2 separate regions of the Cyprinus carpio genome follow, and region 2 is linked to region 1. A link is a contact called in public Hi-C data. All regions are on one chromosome and are shown on one strand. The core of a region is the stretch at or near the end of the contact, and the rest is flanking DNA. Distances in the headings are between cores, read along the strand shown. Region 1 holds the start of tmem242 (transmembrane protein 242). Region 2 holds the start of LOC109113276 (AT-rich interactive domain-containing protein 1B-like).

What was found. Hi-C and Micro-C count contacts between places; a contact is called where the count stands out from the background.
Region 2: a contact with region 1 is called in a Hi-C map of liver, with 6 times the contacts expected there. The contact joins the promoter of LOC109113276 here to the promoter of tmem242 in region 1. A contact is called at or near these places in 5 of 8 Hi-C or Micro-C datasets (liver and skeletal muscle).

What each region holds. Positions count from the first base shown.
Region 1 is chrB20:4,338,288-4,344,871 of ASM1834038v1, reverse strand. It overlaps tmem242 (transmembrane protein 242), which reads right to left and starts at 3,096. Exons shown (of 4, transcript XM_019126062.2): 1 at 2,944-3,096; 2 at 1,175-1,275. The coding sequence starts at 3,016. It overlaps zdhhc14 (palmitoyltransferase ZDHHC14), which reads left to right and starts at 3,761. Exons shown (of 9, transcript XM_042746452.1): 1 at 3,761-4,900. The coding sequence starts at 4,647.
Region 2 is chrB20:5,194,576-5,200,537 of ASM1834038v1, reverse strand. It overlaps LOC109113276 (AT-rich interactive domain-containing protein 1B-like), which reads left to right and starts at 3,964. Exons shown (of 21, transcript XM_042746443.1): 1 at 3,964-5,218. The coding sequence starts at 4,211.

The sequences.
Region 1 (6,584 bases), core at 1,847-4,346:
TAGTGCTCTGCATATTAGATTTGCTGTTATTAGAGCTAAGCATGTCGCAGCCATCGAGGAACGTGCTCTAGAAACAGATTTTAGCGTTTTTGTTAAACAATAATAAAAATGACAACTATAAAGTCATTATAATCATTATTTATAATCTAAATGATTTATTATTTGAGAGGATATAACAGGTCTAGTCAAGTGATTTGTCATTACTGGAACCGGGCAAGACACATGATCCGTCGCGTCACTGACCTCATACTGGATTTAGCCACTTAAAAAGCATTTTTGGCAAGACGTGTGTTTACTGATGTGAGAGTGGTCTAAAAATAGGAATGCAAAAAAAAAAAAAAAGACAAAACAAAGAGGCCTCTCTTTATTTCTGAGTTTATGTTCAAAACAAGTCATAAAATGGAATCGATGTCAGCATTTACGCAGTGTCTAATTCAGTGAAGTTCGCAGACATCAGCCTGCCATGCTCTGCTGATTAGATGAATAACCAGAGCACAAACAGCTTCCAAGAAAGAAGAAAATGATTTCTGTAAGCAGAGGAGCACTATGATGTCACATTTTCAAAATATTTAAGGACTAGGACTAATATAACACACTGAATGGGACTAAAAAAAAACATTTGCTCACATTCTGAGCTACGTTTTAAATCTCATTTTTCTTTGCGTCTTAGTTGAGTTGAATATTATAGCTGATGATGATAATAACCATAATACAATAATAGGATTTCTTATTCCCAAAATAATAATAGGATTTCTTATTCCTAAAATAATAATAATAATAATAGGACACTGTGTCAGGGTAATGTTTTTGGAACACTGTTGAGTTGAATATTAATTTTGATAGAAAAAATAATCACACTAAATAAAATGATGGTAACACTTTACTTAAAGCCTTTATGTACAATGCATTATAAAAGTAGTTTTAATGCATTAATTATGCATTGTAATGCACGTTATAATGCATTACACCATTTAATAACCCTTGCATTATACATAAAGACTTTAATTAAAGTGTTACCAAAATTATTTTACAACAGCTGTTGTAATTTCTTCACTTATATGGCATTTAAATCCTTATTTTCACAAAACCCCAAAAGAAAACTGTTGATTTTAAGTGTGTAGTTGACGCATGTTAGTACTAAATGTCAGTAATGTATTGCAGAAAAGCTTGATACCTTATTGAACCAGTCAGGACTCTTCTTCTTAGCCACGGCAAGGGTGCAACCGAACCCTGCAATCATACCTGCTGTGGCTACAGTAGTGAGGAAAGCACCGGCTGAATAAGAGACAACAGACTGAGGTCAACATTTTAAAGGAATAGTCATAGTTATGAACATGCGGTCGATAACGTGACAACACTGTCTGCTTCAACAGCAGTCTGGACAATAATATATACACCGCAGTAATAACACTGATCCAAAAGCTACTGGACTGAAGAATCAAGTACTACAACTGCACTGCTGGAGGCATCATTAACTAACACTGACTGCAGCACATTTTGGTTTTTTTGGCAGAGAGTGCAGGTCCAGAGCCAGACTCATGCATTCATCTTCTACAGACCGCATGAAGTAACAGCACCGTGACACACGCACAGAGCGCAAACAGAGCAGAGGACCATAGAAACTGATTTTAGTGTACTGTATAAAGAGGTCTGAGGATGTTAATCGATGGTATGCTTCAGTGATCTATCATTGATTAAGAAAATCATATTTAATTGCAGAATGATAAGTTACACTATCATGATCCTGACGAGAGAGTACATGTTTCCAAAAGTCAAAAATTAACTAAACAAGGCGCAGATGGCGTACACTCTTCTGTATCAGCCGCGCCACAATAGCACATTTTTTACGTGTATTTATGCTTTGGTTTGAAAGCAAACAATGCATCGGCGCAGCGCGATCAGAATTGCCAAAATGGTGCTACACTGATTTGGAGAAACACAGAGGAGAGGAATTGTTGAATAAAGTCGTTATTTTTGTTTTCTTCATGTACAAAAAGTATTCTCGTTGCTTCATAACGTTACGGTTGAACCACTGAAGGCAGATTGAGTATTCTGACGATGCTTTTCATACTTTTCTGGATCTTCACACTGTTATTTATTTGGCAGTCTATGGGGCAGTCACAAGCCTCCTGGTTTTCATCCAAAATATCTTAAATTGTGCTCCGAATACGAACGAAGCTTTTACACGTTTGGAACGACATGGAGGTAAGTGATTAATGACAAAGTTTTCATTTTGGGATGGAGTATCCCTTTAACAAGTTCACTAAAAAGATTTGACTCCAAGAAAGATTTGTCCACGAATCGTAAATCGTTACTTGCTAATTATTAAAAATACCAGAATTGTAGAATGTCGCGAATATGGACTTAACCGTCTTCATAAATTATTTGTGACCCTGGATCACTAAACCAGTCATAAGTCGCACAGCTATCTGTAGAAATAACCAACAATACATTGTGTGGGTCAAAATTATCGATTTTTCTTTTATGCCAAAAATCATTAGGATATTAGTTAAGATCATGTTCCATGAAGATATTTTGTAAATTTCTTACTGTAAATATATCAAAACCTAATTTTTGATTAGTAATATGCATTGCTAAGAACTTAATTTGGACAACTTTAAAGATGATTTTCTCAGTATTTAGATTTTTTTGCACCCTCAGATTCCAGATATTCAAATAGTTGTATCTCAGCCAAATATTGTCTTATGCTAACAAACTATACATCATTGGAAAGCTTATTTATTTAGCTCAATTAAAAAAATGGAGCCTTATGACTGGTTTTGTGGTTACATATGACATTTAACCTTTAGGTCTGGGTTTCTGCTTTAATGTATGATTAATCAGAATAAGGTCAGTTATCCAAATGAGTGACATCGACGGATAATTCATAAAGCTTAGTTCATAAACACCAATGGTCGAATATGCTATTAAAATACGTCAAACCTTTTATCAAGTGTGATTTGTCGTCTTCGGTGTCATTGAGTTGCCCACTCGCGCGCGTCTGCTCCACTGACATCTTGAACGGGTCCGACTGACACAGACTTCCGGCGGAAACACGTCAGGCGGAACGTTTCATAATACAAATGACGTACAGCTTTCACTGGGCATAAATGGCATAATAAGCCTGCCTGCTGTTATATTTATATATTTATAATTGAGACATGATAATAAGAATAAAATTAAACTAAATTCAAATAATGGCAGAGTAACAACAAGACCGTAAGGATTTGTGTTGTGCGGATACCCGCAGTTCTGTAGGTATTGTGTTTTATTTGTCATCATGACAAAACAATATCTTCAAACTCATAATAAAGTGAGATTTTGTGGAACTAGACATGTGTCTGTGAGAGGAGGACTGAGATTCCGCTGATCAGATCGGCTGTGTGTAAAACCGAGTGCCTAGACACCATCACAGACAGGGAGAAGGAGCTTAAACACGTTTGTGTGGTTATACTGTATTATTACAATATTTAAAAACATTATGAAATATTTTCTTATTTTATTTTGTTAGTGTTTTTAATAATGCTACAACATAAGCACACATAAAGCGCTTATATGCTGTCTATATAGGGAACTCCTTCACTCTGTTTTGAGATACATTAAAAAAATTGCAAACTTTTGAAATACATGCCACTGAAAGCAGTGTATGCTGGCAATTCACTCTTTTGAGGCATGCTCAAAAATGTTGTCTATATTGGCAGCTCGCTAGGTTTTAAAATATGGTCCCCAAAAAACGTGGTCTAGTGTTGCAGCTCACTGGGTTTTGAGGCTCATACTCGAAATGCTGTACTGTCAGATCACTAGGTTTTAAACCGTAACTCACTTTTGTTTTTTTGTTTTGAGCACACCCAAACATGCTGTCTACATAGACAGCTGGCTATGATTTGAGACGGCGCCGCTGTTTATAGGGTCATCGTGTGTTGTTCACGCTGGGATCCACTCCATCCACATCCTGCGCACAGCGATCCTTCCTCTCTCTCTCTCTCTCTCTCTCTCTCTCTCTCTCTCTCCTTCATCATCATCGATACAGATGACTAAACAGCCGCCTCTGTTTGTCTGCTGTTGCAGTATCGTGCATGCGGCGTCAGAACTAGATTTTTAGCAACCGATCGTGCACTGTAACCTCCCAGTGAACGGGTTTACGAGGACATCGGAAGGACGCTCTTAACGTTATATTCCTAATGTTTGGAGTGGATTTGGTTGCTTCTGAATCGCATTAACGGAGTTGCAAGCTTTAAGACGCCCGCAGACAAAGCGACATTTCTGGGCATGATGTCCACATGCCTCTGTGTCCTGGAGCGCATCCTGTTGTGTCGAGGATAGACATCTGCAATGAAGGAGCTATCCAAACAAACATGTGAACCAAACACGCGGATCTTATTTCCTTCCCATCGTTTCGGATGCACATATTAGCGTTTTTAACGCAATGCATTTAAAACATTGAAGATTTCAATGAAAACATGGAGATAAGAAAATGGTTCCTTGGTTACAGGTCCACGCTTTTCTTTGACTGGGTTGTGTAATGCTTCCTCCATCAGATCAGAGATGTTTCTTAGAGATCCAGCTGTCTCGTTAGTTCCTTAAGGACGTTTGAATTCTGATTCACTTGTGTTGCTTTAAAGTTGTGTTTTATTGCTGGTGGGTAGATGACGGGCAACATGCATCTTGGAGTCGAGGAGCCCATCCGAGAGTGCCAGTACAATCAGATCTGCACACACAACTCCTCACCCATGGACACTCCACACACCAAGAAGAAGAAGATCAAAAGGAAATGGCAGGTTTTTCCTGGCCGAAATAAGTTTTACTGCAACGGCAGGATAATGATGGCAAAGCAGACCGGGGTCTTCTATCTTACAACGGTTCTCATTTTGGTGACCAGTGGCCTCTTCTTTGCTTTTGAGTAAGTACATTGAAACACTAGATTCAGTGTCTTCTCTCTACTCCAGACATTAGCAAAAAACGTTTTTAGGCCATATACACTCTTAAAAATAAAGGTGCTTAAAGGGTTCTTCACAGCAATGTCATAAAGAACCATTCAGTCAAAGCTTCTTTAAATAACCACCTCTTTCTTACCTTTTTATAATCTGAAGAACCTTCTTTCGCCTCAAAGAACCTTTTGTGAAACAGAAAGTTTCTTCAGATGTTAAAAGTTCTTTATGGAACTATTTAGACAAAAAAAGTTCTTCTATGGCATCATGAAGCACCTCTATTTTTAAGAGTGTATGGAATAATGAAGAACCTTGAACACCCCTGGAACCTTTCCATTGCACAAGTGGAGAAAAAGGTTATTAAAATTTCTTCACACTAACAAGATATGGTTCCTTGGGGAACCCAAAAGGATTATTTAATGGCATTGCTGTAAAAAAAGAAGCTTTATTTTTAGGAGTGTCCCATGAGAAAATACCTAGTATTTTTGGAAGCACCTCAGAGCGATACCGTGGTATGAATACAGAAACCATTCAATACCAATATTACCAACTGATACCATCCCTGTACACTACAGTGCTGTTTTGTTTTTGAGTTTGAAGTGATCATTATGATTACTGATGATAAAGTCCAAAAATGGGTAGTGCTTTCAGAATTTTATGACTTCTATCCCACTTTCATGAAAGCATGTTAATATGCAAACACAAGCTGTGAAAGATGCTTCAGACAAGAGAGCCTTGTGCTCAGGGTTAAAAACACAATGCTCTGCATTACTCGAAGCATGTTTGCCTGTAGAGAATCTCTTTGGAGAAGGGGACGTGTGGAGCGGAGATTTTCCAGTGTCCCATCCCCCATCACCAAGCCCCATACATTCCATACCACAACTTCCAAAACATAGTCTTGGTGCGGCCCTGTTTCCATGGCGACAGTTTCCCTTTCCCGATCTTTGTGTTCTTTTGGAACAGCCTGTGTCTCCTAGGAAACAACATAATGACCCAGCCCACAGTTGTATTATTTGTTTTATTTTTTTTTTGCTCTAGGGTTAGTCTTGTCATGCTTTTTGAAACGATTATAAAGTCATTACAGAGGTTTTGTGATCCATTAAACACAGATAGCTGAAAACACAGAGGGAAACACATTAGCCGTGCTGGTGAAAGGCAGTTGGTTTGTTGCGCAGTTCAGCACAAAATGTTAACTCGTAAATCATTTCAAGCCAAGAATGTTGGTTAGATCATTTGGTTAAAACACCCTTTTGAATGCATTCAGCTCGTGTATCATAAGCAGGAATAAAAACAGGAAATTAAGTGACAAGACTTACTGAAATGAAAGCAGTAAAATAATAATAAACTGTACTTTGCAGATAGTTATATCACGTCTCTTTCTGGTATCCCTGCACATAAAATGCATCATAAAATTATCATGTTTATCAGCTTAACATGGTCATAAAGTTGAAAATTTTATATATAACTTGTATAATTTTCAATACAAGTAATAAGTTATACAAGTAAGCCATTTGATCAAACTAGCCTTAAATGTAAATTAGTTGAAAGGATTTTTTCTTTTTTTAAGGAAACTTATGCTTTTATTCAGCAGGGATGCATTCATTTGATCAAAAATGACATTAAAGAGATAGTGTAAACTTTGTATTCATCAAATAA
Region 2 (5,962 bases), core at 2,715-5,214, 850 kb before region 1:
AATAACAGTATTATTATGATTCAACTATGAACTGAATATAATTTTAGCTGTGATGCAGCTCTAAAAAGACATTAGTGTCATTATTCATCTCAAGTCAGCTTAGCCCAAGCACTAATGTAATTTATATACATATATTAAATTTCCATTTATAAAATATATTATCATTTTCAGTAAAAACATACAAATAAGTTATTAGAAATTGTAACAATTTTATAGTGTCCCATACAAATATTTATGTTAATGTATGTGTAATACAATAAAAAAAATATGTTATGTACATAATTATTCATCCTAAAAACCTGTCAATACATGCTGATATCATATAAGTAAATATAAAGGATAGATGTATTTAAAGCAGTTTTTACAAAAACATACAGTATAAGCAGACAGCTTTTTGGATATATGTTGTTTTAATATAGTTGTGTAAAATATATATTGTTGACATGTATGGTTGCTACTTATAATACCATATAAAACCATCATATAGATGTTATTAACATATGTATACAAGTTTTACTATAGGGATTTTACATAAATGTATATGTTATAAACTTATATCTGCATCTTTCCAGAGAATGTACTGTATGTATTTGAAAATTATATCACCTAACAGGTAACACAGTATATGGCAATATCACTTATGATATACTGTAGGGCAATAATATATTACATCTCTTTATGGGAGAGTTGATTCAGTTCAGTTCAGTAACAGTGTCATTATCCGGCTCAATTTAGTTCATATTTTAATAGTTACAAGTGCAGTCAAATTGATAATAAAAATAATAATAAAAAAACCTTTTTATTTAAACTGCTATGACAAGATGTCATTTTAAAACCTGACGTGTCTTTTTGCATACACAATGCATAATTTGATCTTAAACAGTAATAGTAAAAAATAATTGCTATTGGATGGCTGTCTCCAGTCCATGCTGAATAATTCAGTCCATCATTTGCTTGACCTTGAAAGCGTAAGACTTTCTGTCATTTACTACTTTGTATTAGAATGTGTTGCTTTTCTATTGTGGAGAAAACGCTTGCAGTGTCACAGCATCACTCTGGAGCTAAGCCTGACTGCCTGAGTGTTTTTTTTGTCTGACCCAGTTTCTGTGCTTGAGCTGCTGCCACTGCTGCTGGGGGAGGTCCTTTCACATCCTGCTCACGCTGAACAGGCCGAGCCATCCCCAGAGCAGGCCTACCTCTCCAACATACACATATCACCCCATTAAGAGCTGTCATTTTAGAGATACAGCAGTTTAAGCAATATTCCAACAATTTCTTGCTTAAGGGAGAAGCCTCCTGTATGTATTGTTAATGGTGAGATACAAATCTGCAAGTAACAGAATTGGTAACTGCATGATGAAATTAGCTGCTCTTGCCACTTAAAACAGCATAAAACTTAATTAACAGCTGAGAAATATAGCGAAAACACAATATAATATTTTTTTTCTGTGAGTTTTCTAGAGCACAGAATGATATATCCTGTGATTCAGTCTATCTGTGTGATGTGTTGGGCTGCAGAGAAATGGATTGAGACCAATTCCACTGCACTGAAGAAAATCTGGCATGGAATTGTTGAGATTTAGAGAGTGGGTTGCCGATTGTTGATTTAATGTTGACGACTGTGTCATAAATCAGAAAAATGCAGCAACGAAAGTCAAAATGCAATGTCTGTGTAACATGTTTCTATTACGATGAGTTCATGTGGTTGGTTTTTGAAGGCAATGTGTAGCCTTACCATGTAACCAATATCTCACAGTCCCGATCATATGGATCAGCAGTTGGGGGAAAGAATAGTAATGGTGCAAGTCATAAATGTCCTTTTTTAGTTTTTTATTTAAAACTTATTTTTTGTGTTTTATTAAACACTGTAGTCATTATTATATTTCCGAAGCTTACTTGTATTTGTTGTATCAGGGGTCTCCATACCCATCCCTGGAAAGCTAGCGTCCTTCAGATTTTAGCTCCAACCCTAAACAAACCTGATCAGCTAATCAAGGTAGGTTTAAGGTTCATTAATATTTACAGGCAGGTGTGTTGGAGCAGGGTTAGAACTGGAGATCCCCGGTAGACCATAAAGCAAGATTAGTTCCTATAGCTCAGAAAGCACTGGCAACCCCAAAGTAATAAGTTTAATTCCTTAGGAAATGCATGGACAAAATGTATATCCTGAATTTGCTTTGGAAGGAAGCATATATCAAATGCATAAATAAAAAAAATAAAAAAACATGCTGTTAAAACTCTGTGCAAAAGTAAACATTGCTATTATTACAACAGCATATGTTTTAAAATTCCAAAATTTCATTTTAAATGTCATGTTTGCATTCATACATACAGTATTTACGACATTATTAATGCATTTGACGCCTCTCCACAGCATTAAAAAGTAAATGCACCTTTTTTAGGAAAATAGGCCACGTCAGATATAACGTCCATGTCGCCTTTGCAGTGTAACGAACGTATAGGTTCACTAATTATAGTTTAACTTTGTATTATGTTCAGTTTCTGGGTACAATTTTGATGGAGCGGGTCAAATTGACCCCAATCGCCTTCAATGCAATTCCCTAAATATCACATTATTAAAAACAAGAAGGAATCAGGTATGAACAGAAATATTTTAATATCAGTATTTGTCACACAGTGCAAACAATTAAGATCAAAAAGTATAATTTTTTAAAAATGTGTTTAACCACATTTTTAATCCCTTAACTGTTACCGTCCCGCTGGTAGAAGTTTACTTCTATACGTATATTCTATACTACTATATTACAGTTAAATCCTAATCTAATCGTGACAAACTATATATCGTTGGAAAGGTCTAAGACTTCAAAATAGATATTTTATCACTGTTTTTGTTACAAATTATGTAGGAATAGTAATAGATTAATTTATGACAAGAGTGCACCTCAAAACATATAATTCATCATACTTTAATAGGAGTTCTGACCTTTGTCACAAAAGTAATCACCATGAGTTATATATCATTTGAAAGCTTAAAACCTCAAAATTCATCCTGTAGAAATCATTTTGAAATTGGACATTGCATTACCATGGAAATGATACTTTAAATTATTTTAGCGGGCTCCTCCCCCTTAGTAATACATTTTGTCATTTTACAAAATATATTACGGTCATTTAGAATCAAAACTTTTTAGAATCTTGACAAAATATATATCATCAGAAAGGTCAGAAAGATTCCATATTTGGTGGTTATTTTGTGAAGAATTTATAGATTTGTGACAGAAAAATTCAGTTTAAAAAAATCAATAGAGTTTGAATGGCACCCGGTGGCTAGTTTTGGTAAATTTGGAACACGACTTATTTACACATGTTCTTAGCCTTAAATGAGAAAAAGTAAATAATAATAATAATAATAATAATAATCTGGAAGAAAAAGATAAATAGTATTTCATATACGTTGAAAATAGAAATGATAGCTCACTTTTACCATCCGAGTCTGAGAAAGTATTTTTTCAGCACTGAAAATAATGAAAAAAAGCTATTTTTTTCCCTTTCCAGGATAGCAAAACACTCAAATTGACCCGCGAACATCAAAATCGTCAGAAAATTATTTGTGTGCACTTCAAAACACATCAGTGAACATAATACAAGGGTTAGCTATTTAAAATGGAATGAATTCAAATGTAAATACAGAAATCCTAAGATTCCGAATCAGCCGGTCCGTGTTTTCCAGCGGACTCAGCGCAGAGCAGTGGAGAGCTGGAGGAGATGCTTGATAATGCCATGCTGGAGCAAAGGGGCTCCGGTAGGGGTCTTATGCACATTTATACACGGTCACATTTGCCTCTGTGGGAATTGGATGTTTGGTATTGCAAATAAACTTCTGAATAAGTGAAAATATATTAACGCCTCTGCTCATCCCCAAACACCACCAGTTAAACGTATATTTCAGTATATATATATATATATATATATTTTTTTTTTCTGTTTCAACGCCTCAGTAATTGTTTTCACAGATCGTGCCCATGCAACACACAGTCATCCCCTGACAGGACGGCGCTGGCAAGGGCTCCATCCACGATCCCAAATCTAATGGTGTGAGTGAGGAGGAATCGGTGTGATGTGGGGCTGTGCGCTGCCTCAATGAATAATGTAGATGGGCATCAGCATGCGTCTATAGTCTCTGCGAAAGCACGGACGCTGAGAATCAACGCACACAGCCTTTTCTGCTCATTTAACCGCGACTTCGAGTATGGAAACGGGTCTGGTCGCGAATCATCAAGTGAAAAATGTTGGAAGCGGAGATCCCCCTCCTTCGCCTCATCATCGCACACCTCCACAGCAACAGTCGCAAGCATCATTCCATCAGCAGCCACAGCAGCGAGCCGTGCACAACAACAACAACAACATCAACCCGACACCCGTGCGCGGAGATCGACAGCAGCATGGAGGGAAAGAAAACGCTCTGGAGACGCAGGTCGATCGCCATCCGCGTTTGCTGAACACGAGCGACGAGGAAGAGCGCTCGTCCAAAACCGGCGGGGATCGGATGGGCAGCAGGTACGAGCACTCACACTTTGGACCAACGAGCAACAATAATAACAACAACAACACCGGCGGCGGCGCGTCCCAAAGCGGGAACAGCTCCGTTTCTGAGTTTAATCATTATTACGGGAATGGAAGAGGAGGGCCTTGCTTTGATCAACATGGCGGACAACAAAGCCCTAGGACTGCTTTAATGCATCAAGCACAGGGCAGCATGGATCAAGTGCAAAACTCCCACGAAGGGTATCATAATAATCCGTACAACCACTATCCCAACTACCGGCCGGGGTACGGTGGCGCTGGATACGGTATGATGAGCCCGTCGCGGCAGGGGAACATGATGGGCCCAGGCACCAACTCGCCTACTGCCGCTGCTAGTCATGGCAAGGCTGCTATGGCCTCAACTAACGTTACCCCAGCTCCCGGTGCCAACGTTGGGGGCTTTCAGAGGTTCCCCGGACAAAACCAGCAGCACCCTTCTGGAGCTACACCCACCCTAAACCAGCTCCTGACATCTCCGAGTCCGATGATGCGCGGATATGGCAGCGGTTATCAAGACTACAGCAACCCGCCGCAGCAGCAGCAGCAGTCCGGGATGGGTTTGGGCAAAGACATGAGCTCCCCGTACAGCTCCGCCGCCAGCCACGGCTGGGGAGCACAACAAAGAAGCCACCCGGCCATGAGTCCTGGGAATAACGGGAACGGCAGAGCTCAGGTGAACGTTTTAGCTTGCGTACGTGTGTGTCAAGTTTCGCATGCAGGTCTAGCCGTGGCCTGATGCTACTCGTATTACTAGCTTCCAGTGTGCAGCTTTTATATTTATCCAATGCAAATTATCTGTGTAAAGGGTGGAATAGAATGCTGAGTTTGTTTTCTCCTGTTATAGTTATGATTATTCCGGGGTTTGTGCGTGTGTGTGGATTGACAGGCAGGAGAACATGTCAAGTTCTGCCCAAGGTGACTGTGCTAACGGTGTTAGCATGAGAGTTTAGCCTGCGCTGATACTTTCATTTCTGCTTTAAGATATGCCCGATACAGCGATAAGACATGCTGGGCTGCTTATATTCTCATAGACCGTATAATAATACAGCATTATTACCAAAAAGTCAGTGTTATTGAATAAATGATCGGTCGTGGTTTCGATAAAGAGCTCGTTAGTTCGGTGCCATTCAAATTGTGGAACATTCTAGCATTGCGCTGCTGCTAAATACAATTCGCTGCTTGTGCGTTTCGTTCCCGAGATCAATTGCGATTTTGTGCTCTAATTCTATTTTCCAGATAAAATTTCGATTTCGTTTTCAATGTTTGGTCACCGGTAAGCACTGTCTTTCTGAAACGAATGGCTAGACTGTGGTTTCAGGACAACAGCGCTACTGATTAGCATTGTTAGCTGGCGTTAGCGCCATTGCGGCCGTCTGGCTTCATTATGCAGTAATTAATGTTTTCACATTCACTAGCT